Regions from separate parts of the Rattus norvegicus genome. Here region 2 is linked to region 1. A link is a contact called in public Hi-C data. All regions are on one chromosome and are shown on one strand. Each heading gives the region's core, a stretch centred on a gene start, on an enhancer-like site or on the middle of the called end of the contact. The rest is flanking DNA. Distances are from core to core; before and after follow the strand shown.

What was found. Hi-C and Micro-C count contacts between places; a contact is called where the count stands out from the background.
Region 2: a contact with region 1 is called in a Hi-C map of mammary epithelial cells, with 3 times the contacts expected there. The contact joins the promoter of Kcnc4 here to the promoter of Lamtor5 in region 1. A contact is called at or near these places in 3 of 12 Hi-C or Micro-C datasets (the Rat2 cell line, Schwann cells and mammary epithelial cells).

What each region holds. Positions count from the first base shown.
Region 1 is chr2:197,586,225-197,590,282 of GRCr8, forward strand. Lamtor5 (late endosomal/lysosomal adaptor, MAPK and MTOR activator 5) reads left to right here and starts at 2,018. Exons shown (of 4, transcript NM_001106462.1): 1 at 2,018-2,271; 2 at 3,095-3,156. The coding sequence starts at 2,042.
Region 2 is chr2:197,786,602-197,790,659 of GRCr8, forward strand. Kcnc4 (potassium voltage-gated channel subfamily C member 4) reads right to left here and starts at 1,832. Exons shown (of 4, transcript NM_001415110.1): 1 at 1-1,832. The coding sequence starts at 422.

The DNA.
Region 1 (4,058 bases), core at 768-3,267:
CACAGTGAACCCAAGCATACACATGTATCAAGACACACATGAACATACATTCAAACACACAATTCTGGAAGCATAGCCAAGTATGTGGCTCATAGCTGCAATTATAGCATTAGAAGGCTGTGGCAGGAGAATCACACATTAGAGATAAGCCTGAGCTGTAAAGTTAAAAATAATAATTCTGCAAGTTTCATTTTAACAGTATGGTAAACAAACAGCGATCAGGTGACCGGGTCTTGGCCTCTTCTCTTATGGGTACCAGATCAGAAAACAGACTGAGTAAATGTCAGAGGTCAGATTGCTAGAGGAAGCTTAGTGCAAGGCATGCTGCACAGGAAGGGGTAGAGATGAGCCATGGATACACCATGGTTTTCATAAAACCTTCGCAGTGAAAACCTTCACAGTGTAAATAACACACACACACACACACACACACACACACACACACACACACACACCATAAAAAAAAAAAAAAGCACAGTATCGGGCTATAAGAATATCCAACCAGCACAACAATGGTACCACCAGGGCAGAGGGTGGGGAGGGGACACAAGAGCAACTTAACTGGTCACTAATAAACAGAAAATTCACTTTAGGCATTTGGGGTGTTTTGCAGCTATTACAAACAAAGCAAATAAAAACTTACTGCCATGAAAAGATACTTATAATAAATTCTGTGAAGAACCCTGCTACAGAATTCAGAATTGTATATATAATATGTACGTTGCTTTTGCATTAAAAAACATTACAAATAATACATTTGCATATAGCCATATGGAAAAGATAGTCTCCAAAACACCCTTATCAGTCTGCACAGTAGGACTGCGGCGGGTGGTTAGTTTATTCTAAAGTGTTGGTTGGGGATTTAGCTCAGTGGTAGAGCGCTTGCCTAGCAAGCACAAGGCCCTGGGTTCGGTCCCCCCCAAAAAAAGGAGAAAAGAAAAAAAGAAAAAAAATAGTTTATTCTAAAGTGTTTATACTGGTTACCAGTGAACCCAGCATTTGGGAAGTAAAGGCAGAGAGATCAGTAGTTCAAGGCCAGCTGCAAAGACTCTGCAAATTTGAGGCAACGAGGAGTTATATGACATACTGTGTCTAAAACAAAAAAAGGAAATATAAAATTTAAAACTCAGTTATTTCAAAGTAATAATACATGGTCTTCACCATCACCTAAACCTAATTTCTTTTCCTAAAACTTCCAACCACCTAGCTATCAGAAGTATCAATGCAAATTAAATTTGGCACATGGCAGTAAATCAGAGGACGGAGGTGGGAGGATTCGAGGCCAGCCTGTGCACCATTGTTGTTAAGATTCTGACACTTTCCCACCATTTAGTTTGGGGTTTCAACCTGTGCCATCTCTTCCTTTAGTCCCTTGTGTGCACCCCTCTCCATCGGTCCTGTGTGATCGGTTATTTCTCCGATACTGGTGAAATGAGTCAATTTAAACCAGACTAGATTATGTTAAAGGTAGGTTTATTGGGAAGTTGCTCTCCGTGGGCGATTCACATCCCCAAGGACCAAGGCCAGGGAAGTCTCCATGGGGAAAGAGGGGGTGGGGGAGGGAGGGAGAAAGAGAGAAGGGGGCATGCATGCAGAGAGAGAAGAGAGGGAGAGACCAAAATGTCTAGATTATGTAAAGAGGAATCTCTGGGGGAAGGGCAGCCCAGACCCTGGGTTGCAAAATTCAGGGCTGGGAATATGGCATGCCAGCTAGGGATTGAGGGATGTTGTGAGAACCTGAAGTCCAGGTATGCTATGATATGTAAAGTATACACCCCAGTCTCTTGTCCTGGAGTCAGAAACCGAAGACTGTCTTCTTGGCGATTGCCCTATTGCCTAGATGAGACCCTGCCGGATCTGCCTGGTTACTTTAAAACTTAAACAAGATCTACCTCTGGTTAGGACTGGACATTGTTTGAACCAAAATCCAAAGGTTAAAAATCACTAAGACCAAATGCTAGGCCAGGAAAAGGCCCTGGGGCCCGACCTCAGACCTCCTTGCGGATGGAGAATAATCTGAAGGCCCATTACACCGAATCAAATGCCAGCTAATGCCGGTTCTGTAGTGGTAGCTATGTCTTTTCGTAAAGAGTGCGAACGCGGCGCCACGATGAATTTGTTCCCTCTGGAGACGCCGTCCGCGCGCCCGCCTCGGTCAAGTCACGTGACCGAGGCTTGCTGTGAAGGAGGAAGTGTTTTGCCGAGGGGTCTTGGGCTGGGGCGGACAGTGTACGGGATGGAGGCGACTTTGGAGCAGCATTTGGAGGACACGTGAGTAGTGCGTGCAGCACGTCCTGGGCTCGGGACAGGGGGCTGGAGTGGGACAAGCCGCATGGACCGCGAGTGTTTCCGGATGCCTTCGGGGCGCTGGGCGGCGAGCAGGTGACTTCTGCAAACAACTGGGCCGCTCGTGACTGGATATTAAAGTTTTGCTAGGCTCTGTGAGCTTCTTTGTAGAGCTAGAGTCTTGCGGGCCCAAGCGAGAGAGGCCCAATCAGCTGTCGTGTTGAAGTTGTCCTTACAGTCGAGTAGCTCTTCAGAAGTTTGGGAAACGGATTAAGTTTGGGGAAGGGTGTCCCAGGTGTGCTAAACTGAGCCCCCGCGGTGCAAAAGCACACGCACATCGTCCTGTGTTTGTAACCCATCAGTTACTCAGCGCTTGTGAAGTAAATACATCCGTTAAGTTTTTCGGCTATCTCTAAAATTTAAAATTGGGAGGTCTTACAAGAAGACGCGCTCCCTTCAGCTTCTTAATCCCTTCCAGGAGCAATTTCTGTTACTTAGATTCGTAACAGTTTTCTTAATGAGTTGCTGTCCTAGAGCATGCTTTTATACCAAGGACAGAACCCTATAGATAACTGCATTGTTTGTGGCTTTGTGAAGCAGAGGTACCTGGCTCAGTCTGTTGTGAAAAAAAAAATCCTTTCTTTATTTAAACTACTCACAGTTTTTCTTTTGGAAGGGGAAGAAGTTTTTTTAAGGACTGATTTGAAGTGGTTAATACTCGGTGCATAGAAAACCTGTTTGTGCTACAATAATTTGAAGTATTTTCTTAATATCATCTGGTTCATTTTTCTTGCGCTCCCAAAATTAGAATGAAGAATCCATCCATTGTTGGAGTCCTATGCACAGATTCACAAGGACTTAATCTGGGCTGTAAGTGTCTGCTACTAGCCTCCCTTTGGAGTTCACTGGGAGTCTTAACTTACTTTGCTACTATTTTGTAGTTTTATTCCTGTTACTGTTGGGGTACAGAGATTATCTCTAATTAAGAGTAGATAATTGAAGCCTTTCAGTTGTTTTTTAAAGGCAGAAATATTCCTCCCAGTTCTACCGTTGGTTCTACTAAAATGGTTTTGAATAAATTTTAAGTGGTCTGGAAGAGGGCTTTAGATAAGGAAAATCATTGCTGAATGCAGTCTCTGTGCAGGGACTGTGCAGTAAGTTATTGTCAGTAAAAAAAATAGGGATTTCATAGTTAGACACATTTGACTTCAACCCCATTCTCCTATGCTGTCTGCTAGCAATGTGAGTTCAGAACAGAGGGAGCCTCTTGGGGCTTCAGTTTCTTCACTGGGTTGATTTCATATATATATGTGTGTGTATGTATACATATAATTGTGTGTGTATCTTTGAAGAGTTACATGTGTTGGGCTCTTAATTACCAGACACCCTTATTATTATTATTATTATTATTATTATTATTATTATTATTATTATTATTCCTCCTCCTCCTCTTTTTTTTTTTTTTTTAAACTTAACTCTACATGACCCTGACTGTCCTGGAACTCACTTTGTAGACTAGGCTGGCCTGTAACTCAGAGATCTGCCTGCCTCTATCCCTTGAATGCTGGGAACAAAGGTGTGCACCACCACACCCAGCCAGGCACCATTCTTAGTGTTTTGCATTCTAAAACTTAAATATCCCCCCCCACACACTCCCAGAGTCCTTTATGGTAAAGAAATTAAACTTGGAGCTTAAGTACCTCACCCTGGGTCATAGAACTAATGAATGGTTGAGATAGGATGTTTTTAAAGCTGGCTCCAAAGCTTGAAAC
Region 2 (4,058 bases), core at 582-3,081, 200 kb after region 1:
ACATCTGTCTCATCGATACCCCAGAAAGTGAGCTCTTCCTCAAAGAGAGGCCCACAGACGTCTGCGGGGCAATGCAGCTTGCCCGTGCGGTAGTAGTTGAGCACATAGGCAAAAACACCCGGGTGCCGATCAAAGAAGAACTCACAGCCCCCGCCGCCGCCGCTGCTGCCGCTGCTGCCTGCACCGCCGCCATCCGACTCTGGCCGACCCCCGCCGTCGGGATCCGCCAGCCAGGCAAGGCGGGTGCCCGGTAGGGTGCGCAGGGTGCTGCGGTAGGTCTCATGTCGCGTGCCGCCCACGTTGATGATGATCTTCTCCGACGCCTCGCCCTTGGCCATCTCCTCCTTCAGACATGTTTTGGACGGAGGCTTGTTCCCCGACTTGCGCCCGCGGTAGGAGGAGACACACACCGAGCTGATCATAAGAAGCGCTGCGGGGCTCCGGCTTGGGGCGGCCGCTGCCCTCCAAACACCCTTCCCAAGGAGGCAGCGTCAGAACGGGGAGGGGGAGGAGACGAGAAGGAGGAGGAGGTGGTGGAGGAGGAGGAGGCAGGAGGTGGTGGCGGCCCCTTCTGCAGAGTGGCTCTGCCCCTGCCTCCCCCCCACCCCACCCCCCCGGGGCTCGGAGCAGGAAGAGTTGGCTTTTTGTGGTGCACAGGTGGTTGGGATTTGGCAGGAAGAACCTAGGGGAGGCAGGAGGTGAAGACCAGGGTCGAGGACTCAATCCAAGGGGTCCGGGGTCTCAGAAGGTTGAGGCAAGCACAAGGATGCTCCGGGCCGGGGACACGCCCCCCCCAACCCCAGAAAGACAGAGAAGCGCACAGTCCCAGAGCACTGCCAGGGTCCGCAGCGCGCTCGCTCGCTCACACTCACACGGGCCACCTTTTGGCTCCTAGAACCCGGCGAGCCTGGACGCGGCAGGGTTTCTCCGGGCGGCGGCAGCGGCGGAGGCAGCAGCGTAACAGCAACAAGTCTTCGGAGTGGCTACCGGGGCCAGGCGGATGTTCTTACGGTAGCCAGAGCTCTGCGGGGCCGGGCAGTGTGCGGTCAATTCGAGGCGGCGGTGGCGGGCATGTGGCCTGTTGCCCCCATTCATAAATCCAGCGCGGAGCACCGATGGCGGGCGGGGCTGAGCCGAGCGAGACGGACCAGCGGGTGGGAGCTGCGCAGGACCAGGCGACAGGAAAACAAGCGCGCCCGCTGCAGCGAGCCTGGGTCCTGCGTCCGCGGCCGGGAGCTGCGCGGGGCTGGGTGCAGCGCTGCGGGGGCCGCGCCGGGACGGGGAGGGGGGGATTCAGACGGGGCGTCCTGCGCGGCGCAGAGCCTGGAGGGCGGGGCTGCTCTGAAGAGCCAGGCACCCAGTGCTGGCGGAGGAGTGTCCCGGGCGGTGGCCGAATGGTCAAGGACACCTGCAGGCTTCCGAGGCCGCTCCAAGAGGGAGCCTCAGCGCAGCGCCCCGGCGCCGGGTTCCTGCGATCTGGCGGCGCCGGGAGCCGCGCCATCTGCGCGTCTGCCCATCTCCGGGCGGGGCGCCGGCCTTGGCTCCTTGCTAGGGGCGGGCGCGAGGTGGTCTAGGGATGGGAGCGCCTGGGCGCCAGAGGAATGGGGCTCAGAGGTTTCTGCGACTCCCTCCCGCGATGACAGAGGATGCGACGCTCCAAGTGGCGCCTTTTCCTCTCGGCCTCGCTTGACCCGGGCGCGCCCTCCGGGGGGCGGGGTGGGCGCGGCAAGGCGCAAGGCAGACCTGGGGCGTTGCGGAGCTCCGGCAGCAAAGCTCAGCCTTCATCCGCGCATCCCAGCCCAGCGGAGGCGCGTAACCCGCTAGCAGCCAGTGCCCAGCGTCGCGCGCCGCCCCTGCGCGCCTCCGCTGCCATCCCCTCTCTGCCCCACTCCCCGCCTCTCCCTAGCCCTCAGCTCCACCCACTGCAGCCCTTGGTGACACCCAAGCGCTCTCGACCCCTGACCTTTAACCTCTCTTCCTGTCTCTTTCTCTACACCTCTTACAGCTACCCCGCTCGTATTGTTGTGGTTTCACTGTTTCATTGTGGCTGACTGGAAGCCAGGATGGAATAGAGTGGCAAGACTGTACATCAAAGAAGAGACTGTCCTCTCCTCTTCCCGAAACATGGTCTGACCACCGTGGCCCCATCCTGTGTCTTGGACACTCTGGATCTTGATATTTATGATCTCTGACATAGTCACCACAGCTTCCACCTTGGAGCCAGGACAGCATGGCCTTGGGCAGAGAAATGTTTCTGGTCTAGGTGGAGGGAAGCTCTAAGCCTGCTGCTGTCCGTGGAGAAATGGTTTATGAGTGTGTTCCTGAAGATGATCAGGTCGAAGGCCTGGCTCCCTGTTGCAGTGAAGGGAACCTAGGAGACGCCACACTCTTCCTCATGCTATCTTAGGGTCCTACTGCTGTTCCAGTCCTTGCACTTGTCTCTGCCTTGTCTTCTCTCCCAGACTGCGGGTTCCTCTAGGCTGCACTGTGCTTTTTCATCTCGATAACACCCACAGTGGCCGCCTCTGAGGACCTATTTGCTAAGTAATTGAGAAGCTGCTGTATCCAAAACATGAAGCATTAGACTTTGTTGGCCTTCTCCCAGAAGCAATTTCCAGATTCATTAGTTTTAGGGTTTTTTTTTTTTTTAAGCGTAGAACCACACCTACATCTTTAATATCCTCCCTCTTCATCTCTTCCCCTTCTCTCTGCTTCAGGAACTCTGGGAGATACAGGGAGGACTTTTAAACAGAAGTACAAGGTGATTGACACATCACACCTGACCACCTGACACTACATGTGCGTACCACCTGAGATCTGGAACAGGCAGCTCCGAGAGAGGTTAAAGGGCCAATGTAAACGCAAGGGATTTCTATAAAGCAAAGGTCTTGTCATTAATGAGGGTTTTAAAACCCCAGAAAACAAAAGCAAAACAAACAAACAAACAACCCCAAATTATCATGTGTACTAGCATTCAGGACAGGCCCATACCACCATCTTGACTGTAGTTAGAAGCACTCATTTGTGGGTATCCTCTTTGGGTACTCCCTTACTCTTAGATATTATGTCTGGATTCCAGAGTTTAGTGCAGCAAAAGAAATACTTCAACATGACTGAGAAGAGAAGATCGAGGACTGCCTAGGACCGAATTGAGAAAGGAAGCACTACCAAGAGGATATTGATGTCCTGACTGTGATGACATTAAAGTCCTCTCAGGATTGTGTCCTGGCCAAAAAAACAAACAAAAACAAAACAAAACAAAACAAAAAAACAAAAAAAAACCTTCTCTTCACTTTCCACTCTTCAGCCTGAGAAAAGAGACAAGTGGCTAGTGCTGGCAGGAGAAAGGAAGGAAGCAGGCTACAGCATCCCAAATTTGATTTGTTGATTCATTGAGCACACAGTACTTTCCAGAAGCTGTTCCAGACACTGATCACACATCTGTCTCCAGCCCCGGGAGAGCTCTGTCCAGTTTGTGCTTCCATCCTGCAATACTGGTGGGATGGGGATGAGTGTCTGGGGAGCACAGAGGGGGAGCCTTGCCAGGAAAAAAAAAGAGGCAATGAAGGAAGAGAGGTAGATGAGAAAGCTGCTGTGTAGCTAGAGGGCCTCAAGAAGAGCTCAGGAAAAATGTGTTAAAGGTATTCTGAGACAGTTTAGCCCTAAGCTCTTGAATAACCTGCCTCATGGGCCTTTCCCAGATTCCCTGGGAGAGTAAGCGTGCTAAGGTTGGCATTCTGAGGTTTACTGCCCTCCTCTCTGTTTGTGAGGTAAGGCTAATCTCTTCCAAAATCTACAGGCTTAGAAGAGGCAAGCACCCTGCCCTACTGTGTGGGAGGGTGCTGCCCCCTAGTGGTGCTGGGACAACCCAGTTAAGGAACTGGCTCAAAGCTGTAAGGTATATGGGAAGTGGGTTCTGCTTACTATTGGTTACTAATGGCAGTTGACCCAGGATTTCCTGTTGATGCTAAGACCTCAGGCCTTAGCCCCACCTAACATTCCCAGGATACTATCTATTCTGTTCTCCATTCCCCAAGATCCTGATAGTTACAAGCCTA